2 separate regions of the Mus musculus genome follow, and region 2 is linked to region 1. A link is a contact called in public Hi-C data. All regions are on one chromosome and are shown on one strand. Each heading gives the region's core, a stretch centred on a gene start, on an enhancer-like site or on the middle of the called end of the contact. The rest is flanking DNA. Distances are from core to core; before and after follow the strand shown.

What was found. A called contact is a pair of places that touch in the nucleus more often than the background predicts.
Region 2: a Hi-C map of pre-megakaryocyte-erythroid progenitors shows a contact between it and region 1, with 1.9 times the contacts expected there. The contact joins two enhancer-like sites. A contact is called at or near these places in 5 of 484 Hi-C or Micro-C datasets (ECoMG myeloid progenitors, myeloid progenitors, nephron progenitors and 2 more).

What each region holds. Positions count from the first base shown.
Region 1 is chr14:102,803,557-102,811,094 of GRCm38.p6, forward strand. No RefSeq gene overlaps it. Among named protein-coding and RNA genes, the nearest start is that of Gm41234, 12 kb to the left of the region's middle. Within about 2 kb of position 3,210, at least 172 of the 459 cell types and tissues checked have an H3K27ac peak or open chromatin away from gene starts, as enhancers often do. A contact at or near this core is called in ECoMG myeloid progenitors and pre-megakaryocyte-erythroid progenitors, where this site is marked.
Region 2 is chr14:102,731,028-102,738,565 of GRCm38.p6, forward strand. No RefSeq gene overlaps it. Among named protein-coding and RNA genes, the nearest start is that of Gm41234, 60 kb to the right of the region's middle. Within about 2 kb of position 2,849, at least 14 of the 459 cell types and tissues checked have an H3K27ac peak or open chromatin away from gene starts, as enhancers often do. A contact at or near this core is called in ECoMG myeloid progenitors and pre-megakaryocyte-erythroid progenitors, where this site is marked.

The DNA.
Region 1 (7,538 bases), core at 1,960-4,459:
AACTTAGGATACCCAAGATATAAGATACAACTTGCCAAACGCATGAAATTCAAGAAGAATGAAGACTAAAGTGTGGACACTTTACCCTTTCTTAGAAATGGGAACAAAACACCCATAGAAGGAGTTACAGAGACAAAATTTGGAGCTGTGACGAAAGGATGGACCATCTAGTGACTGCCATATGCAGGGATTCATCCCATAATCAGCTTCCAAATGCTGACACCATTGCATACACTAGCAAGATTTCGCTGAAAGGACCCAGTTATAGCTCTCCCTTGTGAGACTATGCCGGGGCCTAGCAAACACAGAAGTGGATGATCACAGTCAGCTATTGGATGGGTCACATGGCCCCTAATGGAGGAGCTAGAGAAATTACCCAGGGAGCTAAAGGGAACTGCAACCCTACAGGTGGAACAACAATATGAACTAACCAGTACCCGGGAGCTCTTGTCTTTAGCTGCATATGTATCAAAAGATGGCCTAGTCGGCCATCACTGCAAAGAGAGGCCCATTGGACTTGCAAACTTTATATGCCCCAGTACAGGGGAACGCCAGGGCCAAAAAGGGGGAGTGGGTGAGTAGGGGATTGGGGGGGGTGGGTATGGGGGACCTTTGGGATAGCATTGAAAATGTAAATGAGGAAAATACCTAATAAAAAAACTGGAAAAAAAAAAGAAATCTATAAGGGTAACCCTAGATAAGACTCCTACCACAAGAACACTTGCTCAACTTTGTTCACAACAGCTTTATTCATAGTAGCCAGAAACAACCTCAACGTCCATCAACCAAAGATTGGATTAAGATAGGGGATACAGATCCAAATCTGCTCTGTGGAAAGACTGGAACACCATCCCTGCCACAAAACCTTTGACCTACAATTTGTCCTGCCTGTAAGGTATGCTTAGGGTACAGATGACACTGAACTTGTAAGAGTGGCCAACCAATGGCTGGTTTAAGATGAGACTCATGCCTGACACTGCCTGGAAGGCCAAAAGCCAGAGGCTGGATAGCCCAGAGATATAGACAAACAAACAAACAAACCCTAATGATATTCTCCTATTCTAGTATACCTGAGCCTATCATAATCTTCTCCAGAGAGGTTTCATCCAGCAACTGATAGGAGCAGATACGGAGACCCACAACCAAATATTAGGAGGAGCTGCAGGGAGTCCTGCAGAACATGGGGAGTAAGGATTATAGAAGCCAGGAGTGTCAAGAACACAAGAACAAGCTCACAGAATCAACCAGGGCTCAGAGAGGCTCACAGAGACTAGACTGACAATCAGAGCACATGCACGGTTTTGAGTTAGGTCCTCTGCATATATGTTGTGGTTGAGGAGCTTGGTGATTTTGTGGGACTCCTAACTGTAGGGCAGGGACTGTCTCTGACTATTTTCCCTGCTTTGGGGAGACTTTTCCTCCTACTGGGTTTCCTTGTCCAGCTTTGATGTGAGGGTATATGCTTAGCCTTATTGTACCTTATTATGTTGTGTTTGGTTGGTATCCCTGGGAGGTCTGCTCTTTTCTGGAAGGAAATGGAGGAGGAGTGGATCTGGGGGAGAGGGGAGTTGGGGGGACACTGGCAGGAGAGGAGGGAAAACAGCTAGAGATGTAATATATGAGAGATGACGAAACAAAAAATAGATTATAAAAAAGAGTCATAATACACAGTGAAATGAAATGAATGTTTGTGGTGGGTATTATAATAAGCAACACAATAAACTTGACACTAAGCTGTCGCATGTCTAAAGACCAAACCTAAAAGAAAAATTATTAACACAATAGAATTATCTTCTGAATATTTTAAGTGAGGTAAAATTTTTTGACAAAAAAAAAATTACAGAAAAGGGGACTGTACCCAAGATCATTAGAATTTTTAGACTTTAAGCAGCTATCTACAACCCCATGTTCCAGACAGCGTTGACTTCAGATCATGCCAAATGTGTTCTTATTTAGCCTGTCCTACATTGCTCAGAAAAGGAAACGCTATAGACAATCTTGAGGATGCCTGTCAGTTAATTCATCATCATTTTTAATAACAACATAGAGATAAAGGCAGAAGGGCCAGCCTTCAGAAAATGATTTTCTCCTGAGTATTTTTAGAAATTCAAGTTACATTGTGATTTTTAAAACATAGATTGTATTATTTATAGCTGAAACACAAATGACTATGGAAAGAAAAAGGTGGTGGTCTAATGAAATAAGCCCAGTTTTGGCTCCAAGGAGACCGTGGTTCGGCTCTAAGCAAACAATGCAGTGGCCACCTCTCTTGGTGAATGACCGCACCTGATGGATGCGTGCAAACAGCAACGCAAAATAATATATGAGGAGCTTGCGTGCATCAGCTACAGTCTGAACCTCAGCCTTGGCAGTTTGGCGGTTTCGGGGAGCTAAAACATGAAGAGAAGGATAAAATCTTCCTTGTTTCTTCATGCCCTTTTGAGATTTCAGCTTAAGGCCCTAGAAAAAGGCAAGAGCCTCTAACCATTGGAAATTATAGCATCAGCGCCCCCTTCTGCGCCACTCTCCACATCCCTTTTCCACCCTGAATGCATCAGTTCTTGTCTGATCTCGGAAGCTAAGCAGGGTCCATTCCGGTTCCCACTTGGATGGGAGACCACCCTTTAAAGTAACCCACGCCTCACCAGAGTTAATGTTACGGTGTGAATTAGTGTGCCTGAGAACATGCTGTCACTGAATAGAGCAGAAAGGCAAAACAGTTTTGCTCAGCCTGCTGTCCTAAAGCCAGCACACAAAACAAATGTAAAATATCAGCAGAAAAATCCCCCGCTTCTGACATGTAAACTGTCCCAGCCACAAAACCACAGTGTAAGGCTTGGCAGTAAAACACTGTACAGTCTAAACTGAGTTAGGTGGCCACCCTGAGGGCACAACTCCTCAGATCCCAGAGAGATGAAGAGGCCTGCCACAAGTGGTCTGGGTTGTACTCAATCCCTCAACTGAAAATCAGACTTCTGTGCCGGGTGACAGACCGTTGGAGAAGCAAAGACTATTCCTGAAGGGTCGCAATGTAATGCCACAAGGCTCCTGAGCGCTGGGGAGCTACAGGAGACAGCATGACATCTTGCTCTTCCTGTGGGATGATTCGGCTTCTTATCTAAAGGAAATAGCAGAAGTGGAGCAGAGGGTAGAGAGGAGAGGAAATGGCGACGAGTGGAGGTCAGCCAGCCTGTGGTCACGTGGCTCACCTTCGCTGTCCTAGCCTCTGAAAACCGAAAATACAGAGGGAAATTGTGCCCTGTCAGAGAGTAACTGAGAACGCAGAAAGTTTTCAACACCGGAAACCTTGAGGGAATAATTAAAGCCTGTCGCACTATCCTTTCTGTTTGGGTCTCTGCTAGCAACCCTTCACACTACACACACACACACACACACACCAATAAGTGATCAGTCACACCAAAAAATGAGAAATTAATATAAGACTGGAAAAGGAGAAGATGTTAGAGACAAGCTTCTGTTTTTTTTAACAGGAAAGACAAGCAAAATTATTTGGGGCTTCCTCACCCCACCAAAAAGACAAAACAAAACAAAACAAAACAAAACAAAACAAAACAACTATTTCAGAAATGAGCTAGTCAGGTTTCTGGATAAAATGATGCAAGTCCTCATGCCTGCAAGATAAGCATGGGAGCATTTTACTAACTGAGCTATCCCCCAAACTACGTGTGTGTGTGTGTGTGTGTGTGTGTGTGTGTGTGTGTGTGTGTGTTCTCTGTGTGTTTTTTCTCTGTATGTGTGTTTTTTCTCTATGTGTGTGTTTTTTCTCTGTGTGTGTTTTTTCTCTGTGTGTATGTGTTTTGTGTGCGTATGTATGTGTTCTGTGTGTGTTTTGTGTATATGTGTGTTTTCTGTGTGTGCTATGTGTGTTCTGTGTGTGTTTGTATTCTCTGTGTGTGTGTTCTGTGTGTGTTCTGTGTATGTGTGTTCTGTGTGTGTGTGTTCTGTGTGTGTGTGTTCTGTGTGTTCTGTGTGTGTGTGTTCTGTGTGTTCTGTGTGTGTGTGTTCTGTATGTGTGTTCTGTGTGTGTATGTTCTGTGTGTGTGTTCTGTGTGTATGTTCTCTGTGTATTCTGTGTGTGTGATGAGTGTGTGTATGTGTGTGTGCGTGCGCTCACGCGCACACGCATTGCATGTGTGTATTCTTTTTTCCATTTGTTGTCTTCTATTTGGGAGTGGGTTTTGTCTGTCTTTTCTACTTATTTCTTGAACTTTACCAAATGAACAAAGTTAGGGCCCTTCAGTGATTGAAAAAGTGAATAAAATTTTAGTGGAAAATTTCTCCGCCATTTTGACTGTTTGCAAGTGGGCCAACCAGAGCATGGAGATTCTGGGGAAAATATGTGAGAAATGAATTTAAGTCGGTGATTATGGTTCATGTCTCCCTGCCCTTATGAACCTCTACCTGGGGGTCCACTCTGACCAACTGCTTTGTGAAAGACAAAGTTAGCTTCCCAAGTGAGCTGTTGGTGGGCTCGAAAGGAGAAATTTTATTCCACTGGATCCTTGACATCTTACGGAGACAGTCCCAGGTTTGTGCTTACCTCATGGGAAAATATGAGAAGAAAAGCAATGGTCCTCTTACAAATGTGTGAGACAGGCAGAGAAAGGGACTATGCAACAAACAGGACTCACAGGACAGGAGTCAGCCTTCTCTGGGATACGGAGCTATCTACAGTCTCCTTATATACATTCCTCCTTAGGGAAGAGCAGAAAAAGGCAAGACTATTTCTCTCTCGTGACTTCTTGAAGTCAGCAATAGAGGCATACATCTGGTCCTGATTCTGTGGGTCAACTCAAGGGCATGGAAGATCCAGATAAGATGTATCTACCAGAGAGAGAAGTATATGAATGGGGGACTAGCTGACCCTGCAGGTACCTCAGCAAACACTGTCCACCCACTAGGAGTTAACTGTGGACCTTCCCTGTTTTACTGTCTCTCTACCTCTCTGCCCCTGGATAGATCTCCAGCAGTAGAAAGCTAACCACCTCAGGCCCAGCTCTCAATCCATGAAAGATTTGAGACACTAGACTCATCCGTAGCTGTCAAAAGATTCCATGGTATATCCCACAGTCTTCCAGAAGGTTGGTAGCAAAACTGAATGCCAATTATCCATAGCAGTGATCCATTTATCGTCATCTTTACATAGGCTGGCATCCCTTCCTTCCTTATCTTACTTGTAAGTTGTCTCCTGGTACTTCCTGAGACACGGCATACCAGAGAAACCACTTGTAGTCAAGCCCTTGACTCAAGTGCAGCTTTGGGGGAGGTTACCCTAAAACACAGCCTTTCAGGAGGGAGATACCGGGTTCACATTATCTCTGGGACTCCTTCTTACTTTAAGTGCTTGGTTTAATAGAAAATCTCATGTGTTCTCAAACCAGCTACTTCATGTTGTGCCTCACAGTTACTGTGAAGAGGAGATTATACCAGCTACTGGGTGTATCTGCATTTCAGCATATGTCTGGGTCAGAAGTCACACGTGAATCCTCAAGAGATCACACTTTTTGAATGACCAATGTTTGACACAAGGATGGTGTTTATCAGTGTGAATTCTCTTTTCCTTTCTACCAGGAAACACACTTCTCTTGGCATCTAACTCAATGTGGATATGTGATTCCCAAGTGTTTTATCATCATCACAATAGATCTTAAGGACTATAAGTTCTTTCATTTCAAATCAAGTTTTGCTCAAATGAGGCAGACAGAGCCACCGCCTTCTAGTATGCATAAGCTTTCAAATTTCTGCAGACATGAACTGTTATATAGAAGGATATCTTTAACTGATATTTTAAATATCAAGTTCATTTAGCATATATATCATTAATGATTGATCCATCAGCTTCCTGGAGAACAACAAAGAATTTCAGATGTGCCTGGGACATGGAAAGAGTATGGAATGCATGTCACCCTGAAGGATTCTCCTATTCACAGTAATTGTGAGACTCCTGGTTTCTGGGCGACAGAATTTTCACTTCTCTCATTTCTAAAAGGCAACCTGGCTTCCCAGCTACAGCTCTCTGCTCCTTTAACTCAAAGAAAATCTGTGGCTCCTTTCTCATTTCCATTTTCCAAGGTCTCGCTCTCAGCTGTTCTTCTCCTCTCCTCTCATCCATCCATCCATCTCTCATGCCATTTCTCTCCCTTTCCTGAGCCCATGAGCCTCTTTTCTCCTGGTTAGCTTTCTACACCTAATCTATTACAGAATCAGACTCTCTCTCTACATGCCTTCCAGAAAATTCAATGAAAAAAAAAAAAAAACCCAAACCCATCACACCTACATCCCTGGAGCAGACACAGGTCTCAGCAGATGTTCTGAATTCCTTCTACAGGGACCTCACTACGAGGCTCTGTGCAGCCTTTAGGAATATATCCTTTAGCAACCTGCACATTGCTTTGCCCTTCCCTCTCTAACTTCTTTAAAATGAACCAGAGGAAAGCTCTTGTGATCAGAGTAGAAGAATATTGTGCTCCTGGTAGCAATAAATGCATTCCCTCATCAGATGATCAAACAAACTTTTCAGATGGAAGTTGCTGAGCCCAGACTTTGCCTTCCTCCCAGGATCCCCGAGGCCTCACCCTTCCTGTGCGAACTTGCAGACTTCCCTAACTGCCACTAGGGACCACAACTGCCTGACTCACAACCAACAGGAAGCAGGCTGTGAGGGGCCAGGTGAAATGAAGTCAAAGACACAGGAAATGCTCTGAGCCAGATTTCTATCATTGCCCCAGGTGATGTCCTTTGCCTGAGTTAGCTAACTATACAACCCAGCATCCTCCCCAGGTCGAGGCAGAGCTCAGATACCATCTGTCCCAATCTCTCACCCAAATAATAAATTCTGAAGGAAACATTCCTGCAGCTCAGCCAGGCAACTTCTGCCTGTTTGTAGAAGCCCTTGAGAAACATGTGGACAGACTCACTCCTCTCTTGTGCAAGCTACACTGCCTTGGGTTCTCCCTCACTGCTTGCTGAACACTTCCTATGGGGACCGTGTTCTTTTTGTTTCACTATTGTTAGCATGCTTGGTTTCAGGGCCAGGTTCAAAGTCAGTAACTCCAGCCACTAAAATTGATGAGGTGTTGTGACCATGTTATTATTTGCCACTGCTCTACTCTGTTGTAGGTAAATACCAGGTCTTAGGGGTAGGTGTTAAACATTCCTCACAAACAGTGTGTGGTGGAACAAGCCTGTAAGCCCAGCCCCTGGGAAGGTGAAACGGGTCACCAATCCCAAGCCATCCTGGAAAGCAAGACTCTGTCGCAAATAATTTTAAAAGAAAAAATTCTCATTACACACTAGAGTGGATATGTGCCTTTATTTAACTTCTTCCACATTTTTTAGTAATCGGGCAGAGGGATAAGAAAATAACAGCACAGCATTTTTTTTTTCTTACAATATCAAAACAAACCTTAAAATAGTACAACATTTCGAGACCTATATTTTTCCATCTCATGTAGCACCACACCTGGAAAGAATCGTCACTGAAAGAGCAATGAAAGTTAATGTAAGATGGGCAGGAA
Region 2 (7,538 bases), core at 1,599-4,098, 73 kb before region 1:
TATTCACCTACCACCTTTCCTAACCCTCCCATGCCCTTATGTCCTCTTTTTTTTTCATCCACCAAGACCCATTTATGCTGCCCATGTATGCAAGGATGTGTGATCTTCCACTGGGGCATGGTCGACCTGCCAGAGGCAACTTCATGAAAGAAACTATTTTTCCTCTCCTGGCATCTACCAGTTTCAAGAGTTGCTCAGGTAGGACCTCCTCTGTCCACCCAGTCATAAATTTAAACAGACATACTTAGTCTTTGTACAATAAAAACACGTATAGTAAACCCACTATAGAGAAAAGACAAATGATAAAATGAGAAACAGTTTGGCTCTGATAGGATACTATATTTCATAAGCAAAAAGAATGTTTCTGAATGAAAAAATAGATGAATAAGTGGACAAAGGGTAAATTAGCAGTTTACAAAAGATGAAACCTTACTGGCCAATGAACACACAATGCCTATCTAGAAAAGTGAAAGCTAAGGTTGCACTTTAACCATATCAGCAAAATATAAAATATTCATGACATGTGAAACTTAGTAAAAACAAGATGTTTTCTCATGTTTCTGGTATAACTACAGGTTGTAAACTCAAAGAGTATTTTATTCTGCAGAAGTTCACCATTCTAGGGTCTCACATTACCAAGATAGAGACACTCATGTGAGCTTGCAGGCCTGATTTAAAGCACATTAGGGAATTCCAGCTTAGGTGACCTCTATGTTAATCTGTTGGGCCCATCTCTATGGACAGTCTATTACTGAGGTGTGGGGGCTGGAAACTTGCTGGGGAGATCTGGAAACTGTTACTGAGGAAGTAGATGAGGAAGTCTGGAAACTGCTGCTGACCCGTTGTCCTTGCCTCAGGACAGGTGTCTGGGACATTCCATTACCTGAGCACGAAGGCTGGAGCCTGGGTTTTTTTTTCTCTTAGTAACTGACTTGCCTGGGCTTGCCTGGACTTGCCCAGTTTCTAGGCCTCCTTAACTGCCAATTTGAAGTCTGTCGTGGAATCAGCGTAGCCTTCTCAAAGCCAGCTGGCAACTGTGACTAACGCTAAAGACTAAGCAATTTCACTACACAACTAAACAAAAGCACTTAGAAAATAATGACAAATACAAGAGTGATTATTTAAACAACAAAACGGGAGAAAAAAAGAAACTCATGGAAGCAAATGATTGTTGTTGACATGAAAATAGGTAAGTAGGCTGTGAGGTATCTGTTTTACAAGTATAGCTGTAAAATTTGAAAAAACGAAAACAGGGAAAAGAAAAAGAAGAGAAAAGAACAGACCTAGGCCAGTAACTACTCACCACTGGGGATCTCAGAGGCATATTGCTAAATTATTTATAGTAACACCTTAGCAAATGAACAAACAAGGCCCTGTATATGCACAGACAACTATATGATCACTGAGAAAGCCATGGAAGTTTAACGCCAACACTAGAGGAAGACATAAGTAAAACACTTCAGGATACACGGGTAGGCAAGGAGTTTCTGAAGTACAAACTCTGGGAGCAGAGAAAATCCTCCCAGCAAACAGGATTACATGAGATTCAAAAGCTAGCACTCAGGAAAGATCATAGTGAAGACACAATAGAAAAAAAATCTGCCAGCTAAACACCAAACAGGTAATAAATATCTAGGATATATAAACAACTGCAAAGATAAACAGCAAAAATATAGCCAATAATTAGACCAATGAATTGAAGAGACAGTTATCGAATGAAGAATTAGAAATGGCCAATAAAGACTTGAAAATGTGTTCAGCTCTCACTGCCATCAGGAAAGTGAAAATTAAAAATTCTGTGAGTCTCTGTCTCACCCCAATCAGAAGAGTCATCAGCTAGGAAATGAGAGACAAGAAGGGTTGTCCAGGATGTGGAGAGAGCAAAACCCTGATTCATCACTGGAGCCCAGGGGCTTGTAAAGCATGTAGCAATTATGGGAATCCGTATGGAGGTTTCTCAAGAAAAAAAAAAAAAAAAGAAAACAGAGCTATCACAGTCCCCCACCTATATGACTTTGGGGAGCACACCTGAAGGGTTCTGAACCAACATACTATAGAGATACATCTGTGCACTTACTACGTACACACCCACATCTATTGCTTCAGGATTCCCAACAGGCAGGGAATGCAGTCAACTCGGGTGTCCATCAACTGGCAAATGAATAAAGAAGCTATGGCATGCATGAGCAATATAATTTTATGTAGCTACAAAGGAAAAAAATGGAGTCATGAAATTCTTCAGGAAAATGAATGCAATTGATAATCAGCATGGTAACGAAATAAGCCATATTAAAAAGACAAGTATTGCATGTTTTCTCTGATGTGTGGACTTTAAATTGTGTGCCTGTGTGCAGGTAAGTGGATATGTGCATGTGTTCATATGTGTGACCATGTGCATGTGTGCATGTGCATGTGTGCGTGTGTATATGCACATGCCTGTGTATATTTATGGGGTAGTATGAACCTACTTATGTGTCTGAGAGTGTAGGTCATGAAAATAGAAAGGAAATCCTAAAAGAAAAAGAGATCTCACGCAATGGCAATGTGATGGAAGGCGTGTGGAATGAGGTTTATCTATTTGGCAGAAGGAAGGGAACCAGCCAGGGAGGATTCCCAGAGACAACACTGAGGGATTGGGGGGCGGGGGGGGTGAATACTGATTAAGAGCAAAGTATAATGACACCTAAATATGAAAACGCCACAAACGAAACCCATTGCTTTGTGTTCTAACCTTAAAAACTAATAAAAATAAAATAAAGCATCCACAAGCACATAACGTTAATTTGAACTACAACACAGGAGGAGAATTATCTTTTACTGTGCCTTTTCCAATGACTCAGCAACTACAGTTACCACATCTCCAATGCCTCAGCAACTACAGTTACCACAGATCTCCAATGCCTCAGCAACTACAGTTAGTTACCACAGATCTCCAATGCCTCAGCAACTACAGTTAGTTACCACAGATCTCCAATGCCTCAGCAACTACAGTTAGTTACCACAGATCTCGCAATTGCAAAGTTTTACTAAAGGATTGTTTTTCCTAGAATACTTGTTGACTACTTGAGAATGGAAGTTTGACTTTATTGATTTTGAATGTAAACTTCTCTATCATTTTGCTGTCCTAGATCTTCTTGGTCTGAATTTTCACTATATTTACTTAGTCCTTTAATTTATTAGTTAGGGCAATCTGAGATAGGATGCTTGTGGAGGTCAAGGGACAACTTGGGACTGATCACTCCATCCATCATGTGTGTCCTGGGAGTCATTAGGGTTTGACAACAAGGGTCTTTAACCATTGAGAAATCTCAGCAGCCCATAGATTTTCTTTTACCCACACTCTTCCCCCACTAGCAGATTTTGTTTATTCATTCTTAAAATAAGCTATGTCTACACATTCCTTCCTTCTCTCCTCCTTTTTTACAATTTAAAATAGATTCTTCTCTCATATAGTACATCTAACCCACAGTTCTGCTCCCTCCACTCCTGCTAACCTTTGCTCCAGCTTCCCTCTACACCAGATCCACTCCCCTCTGTCTCCTCTTCTGAAAAGAGCAGGCCTCCAAAAGTTAACAGCCAAACAGGATAAAGAAAAAGATACAACAAGACAAGTGAAAAATCCTTCATATTGAGGCCAGACAAGACAACCCAATAGGAGGGTAAGGGTCTCAAGAGCAGGCAAAAGAGTCAGAGATACACACAGACTCAGGGTTAGGAGTCCCACAAAAACACTGAGGTAACAACTATAACATATGCAGATGATTGGGTACAGACTCATGAAGGCCATGTATTGGTTGAATGAGTTTCTGTGGGTCCTGCTTAGCTGACTCCATAGGCTCTCTTAGTTTCTTACATCTCCTCTGACTCCTACAGTGTTTTCTCCCTTCTGCAGGGTTCCCCAAGCTCCAAGGGGAGGGACCTGATAAATACCTCCAACTCAGTCTTTCTGTCTGTGTAATGTCTGGCTGTGGGATTCTGTACCCACTCCCATCTGCTACCAGAGGAAACCTCGCTGATAACAACTGGACAAGGCACCAGTCTGTGAGCAGAGCAGAGTATCATAAGGAATCGTTGCATTGATTGTTTTTCCAGGCACGTTTGGATCTCTGGGCTATCCAGTCCCTGGTTTCTGGCCATCAGGCAGTGTAGGGCATTGACAATCATTGGCTACTCACTCCTATGTATTCTCTACCATCACTACTCTGAAACCCATAGCCATTGTTTTCCTTCTTGTTGACAGTCTCTCTCTTAGTGGTAACACTGAATGTCTCTGCAAATCCAGAGATATAGAGAAGACCAATATAGAAGTCAACATTAAGATAGTGAGAAAGAAAAGATCACTGTCCACATATGCAAAAGTACATTTTAAAATATGAAAAGTGAGCTCCCTCCTGGGACAGCCCTGAGATCTGACATCTGAGGGGAGTGTTCATGTGGCCAGTGGCATTACAGCGACAGTTGTACATTACCCACCACCCACCCGACGACATCAAACTCATTACGTTTTTAAATAAACCCCATGAAGTTGGTAGTACAAGTCTTAATCACAGCATTATGGAGGAGAGGCAGGTGGATTTCTATGAGTTCAAGGCCAGCCTGGTATACAAAATTAGTTCCAAACCAAGAAGAGGCATACAGTGTAATCCTGCTAAAAGTAAAAGCAAAACTTAATAAACCACATAAACTATAAAGGGCTATTATAATAAAATTGTACTTACAATAAAATCTTTCATCTAGAAAAAGGAGTGTAAAAATATCACTTAAGCTAAAACAAACAGCCAATAAAAATGAGTGTCTTACAAGCTCAAACTCAGGAAGGAAAGAATAGCACCATGCAACACTCCCTTCTCCTCTGAGGCTTTGATGGGTACGCTTGATTCTCCATGAGAAATGCAATGCCCAGCTCCAGACTCCTGTAAACATCGGACCTGCTGCAGCAGCACACAGACTTCCTTCTCAGATGCAGTGAAAGGTGACTGCTGCTTCCACCTGGGGCAAACCTGGAAGGATTCCGTTCCCTCTCTGCTCACTTCTCTCATCACACCACAGAACATGGCTGCCTGAGGCATATGCAAACTAGTGGGGAGAACACGTTAGGGTTGGATAAACAAGCATTTGGGGCTAAGTCACCTTCCAGTATGTAGACATGAATTTTACAATAATGTGAGGAAACTTGTTACTTGTCTTGCATGCTGCAGACTTAATAGACCCATATGGTGAATATATCCACCTCAGCTTTCTACTTTGGGGGACTGGATCAGAACAGCATAATTACATAAGATGATCAAAATCTCACAGCCACTAAACTGTCTTATCTTTTTGTTAACCTTACTAACACAAGCTCTACAGATGAGCAGCGAGCACATATTGGTTGAGTTTCTGCAAACATAAATTAAGACCTCCTAAAAGTTGTGCAATGAAAATACTGCCTTAAACATATATAGGGCAAATTTGCTATTGGAAAAAAATCTGAAACAAATTCTTTTCAGTGCATATGAATAGTCTTATAAATGTTAGGCTTGTATTTCTAAATACTTCTATATGTTTTTTAGTGGTGGCAAGAAACAATGCGTGCTCTCTTCACGGCAGCCTGAGAAGTCCTGAAGTAAACCTATCAAATTTAGCAGTAACTACTAAGAAATGCATAGTGCTTATATCCCACTGTATAACATTCCCACATGTTCTTGCTAACTGGAATAGGTCAGGATAGTTAGCTCAACTAAACCCTTCCTTGTTAGCTCTGACTTGCTTTTGACATCTCGACTACCTGTCTTTGGGTCTCTGATTACACTCTTTTCTCAGCTGCATGTACCATCTGTTTCTAATTGTCTAAATTGTCTGCATGTCTAAATGTCTGGCATCAGTGTCAATAAACTGCTGTATAAATACTTACGAGCCATCCTTCAGAGCCTTTGTCAGACTCTCCTAGTAGATTTCCATCTTTGGAGGTCTGATTTCTAGCATACCTTATTATGCATTATTAGAAAAACAGAATGTTCAGCTGTGACCTGAGAGAAGACTCAACTCTTGAAAATAAAGAAAATCACAATGCCCTTAGGAGAAGGGATATGGGCTATCACAACACAGTCCCTCCTTCCTGACTAAGACCTATGCTTTCTTTGAGACATGATTTGAACATGTTTGAACAACACCCTCACATTCATTTCAACGTTTTCCAGGGTGCAGTATGTTACAGTCACAAGAAAGAACATTGCAGACCAAAAGACAAAGCCTCTGTCACTAGGAACTCACAGTTCAACAAAGGGGGGAAAGCCTTCAGTTACCACACGGTTAGATAGTGGTTTGGGCCAAAGGCATTAGCAAGTGATGGAAACGTTTAAGTTGCCCTCAAAAATGAATTTCTGCAGAAAAACTGTAGCAGCTTGTGTTCTCATGTTAACTGTGTTGCCCCAAAGAACTGTTTGCAGTGCCCCGTACATAGGCTAAAGGAAGCCTGGCCCCAGTTGATTCTGATTGGGAAATAAAGTTGTCAACAGCCAATGGCTGAGCAAAGGAAAAGAGGAGGGACTTTTAGGATTCCTGGGAAAGAAAAGCAGGGGAAGAGAAGAAGGGATTCCATCCATAGTAAGAGGGACCACACCATGAAGGAGCAGGAGGTTGAGAAGGCCGAAATGTAAGTACAAAGGGAAAGCAGACCCATGGGAGGGCTGCCCAAAAGGAAACAGGGCAGCAAGGATAAAGCATAAATGTAGAAAATGTTATCTCAGGAATAGTGGAGGGGAGTGGGTGCTAGCCACTTGGAGGTTTAGAAATGGCCCAACCTTAGTTTTTGATCTTAGGCATTCTGACTGGTGTGAGGTAGAATCTCTGGGTTGTTTTGATTTGCATTTCTCTGATGACTACAGATGTTAAACATTTCTTTAGGTGCTTCTCAGACATTCAGCATTGCTCAGTTGTGAATTCTTTGTTTAGCTCTGTACCCCATTTTTAATAGGGTTGTTTGGTTCTCTGGAGTCTAACTTATTGAGTTCTTTGCATATATTGGATATTAGCCCTCTATCAGATGTAGGGTTGGTAAAGATCTTTTCCCAATCTGTTGGTTGCCCTTTTGTCCTATTGACAGTACCCTTTGCCTTAGAGAAGTTTTGCCATTTTATGAGGTCCCATTTGTCAATTCTTGATCTTAGAGCATAAGCTATTGGTGTTCTGTTCAGGAAATTTTCCCCTGTGATCATGTGCTCGAGGCTCTTTACCAAAAGTTTCAATCTACCTGGTTTTATCAGGTGACAGCAAATGCTGGTGAGGATGTGGAGAAAGAGGAACACTCTTCTGTTGCTGGTGGGATTGCAAGCTGGTACAACCTCTCTAGAAATCAGTCTGGCAATTCCTCAGAAAATTAGACATAGTACTACCTGAGGACCCAACAATATCACTCCTGGGCATATACCTAGAAGATGTTCCAACATGTAATAAGGACACATGCTCCACTATGGTCATAGTAGTCTTATTTATAATAGCCAGAAGCTGGAAAGAAGCCAGATGTCTTTCAACAGAGGAATGGGTACAAAAAATATGGT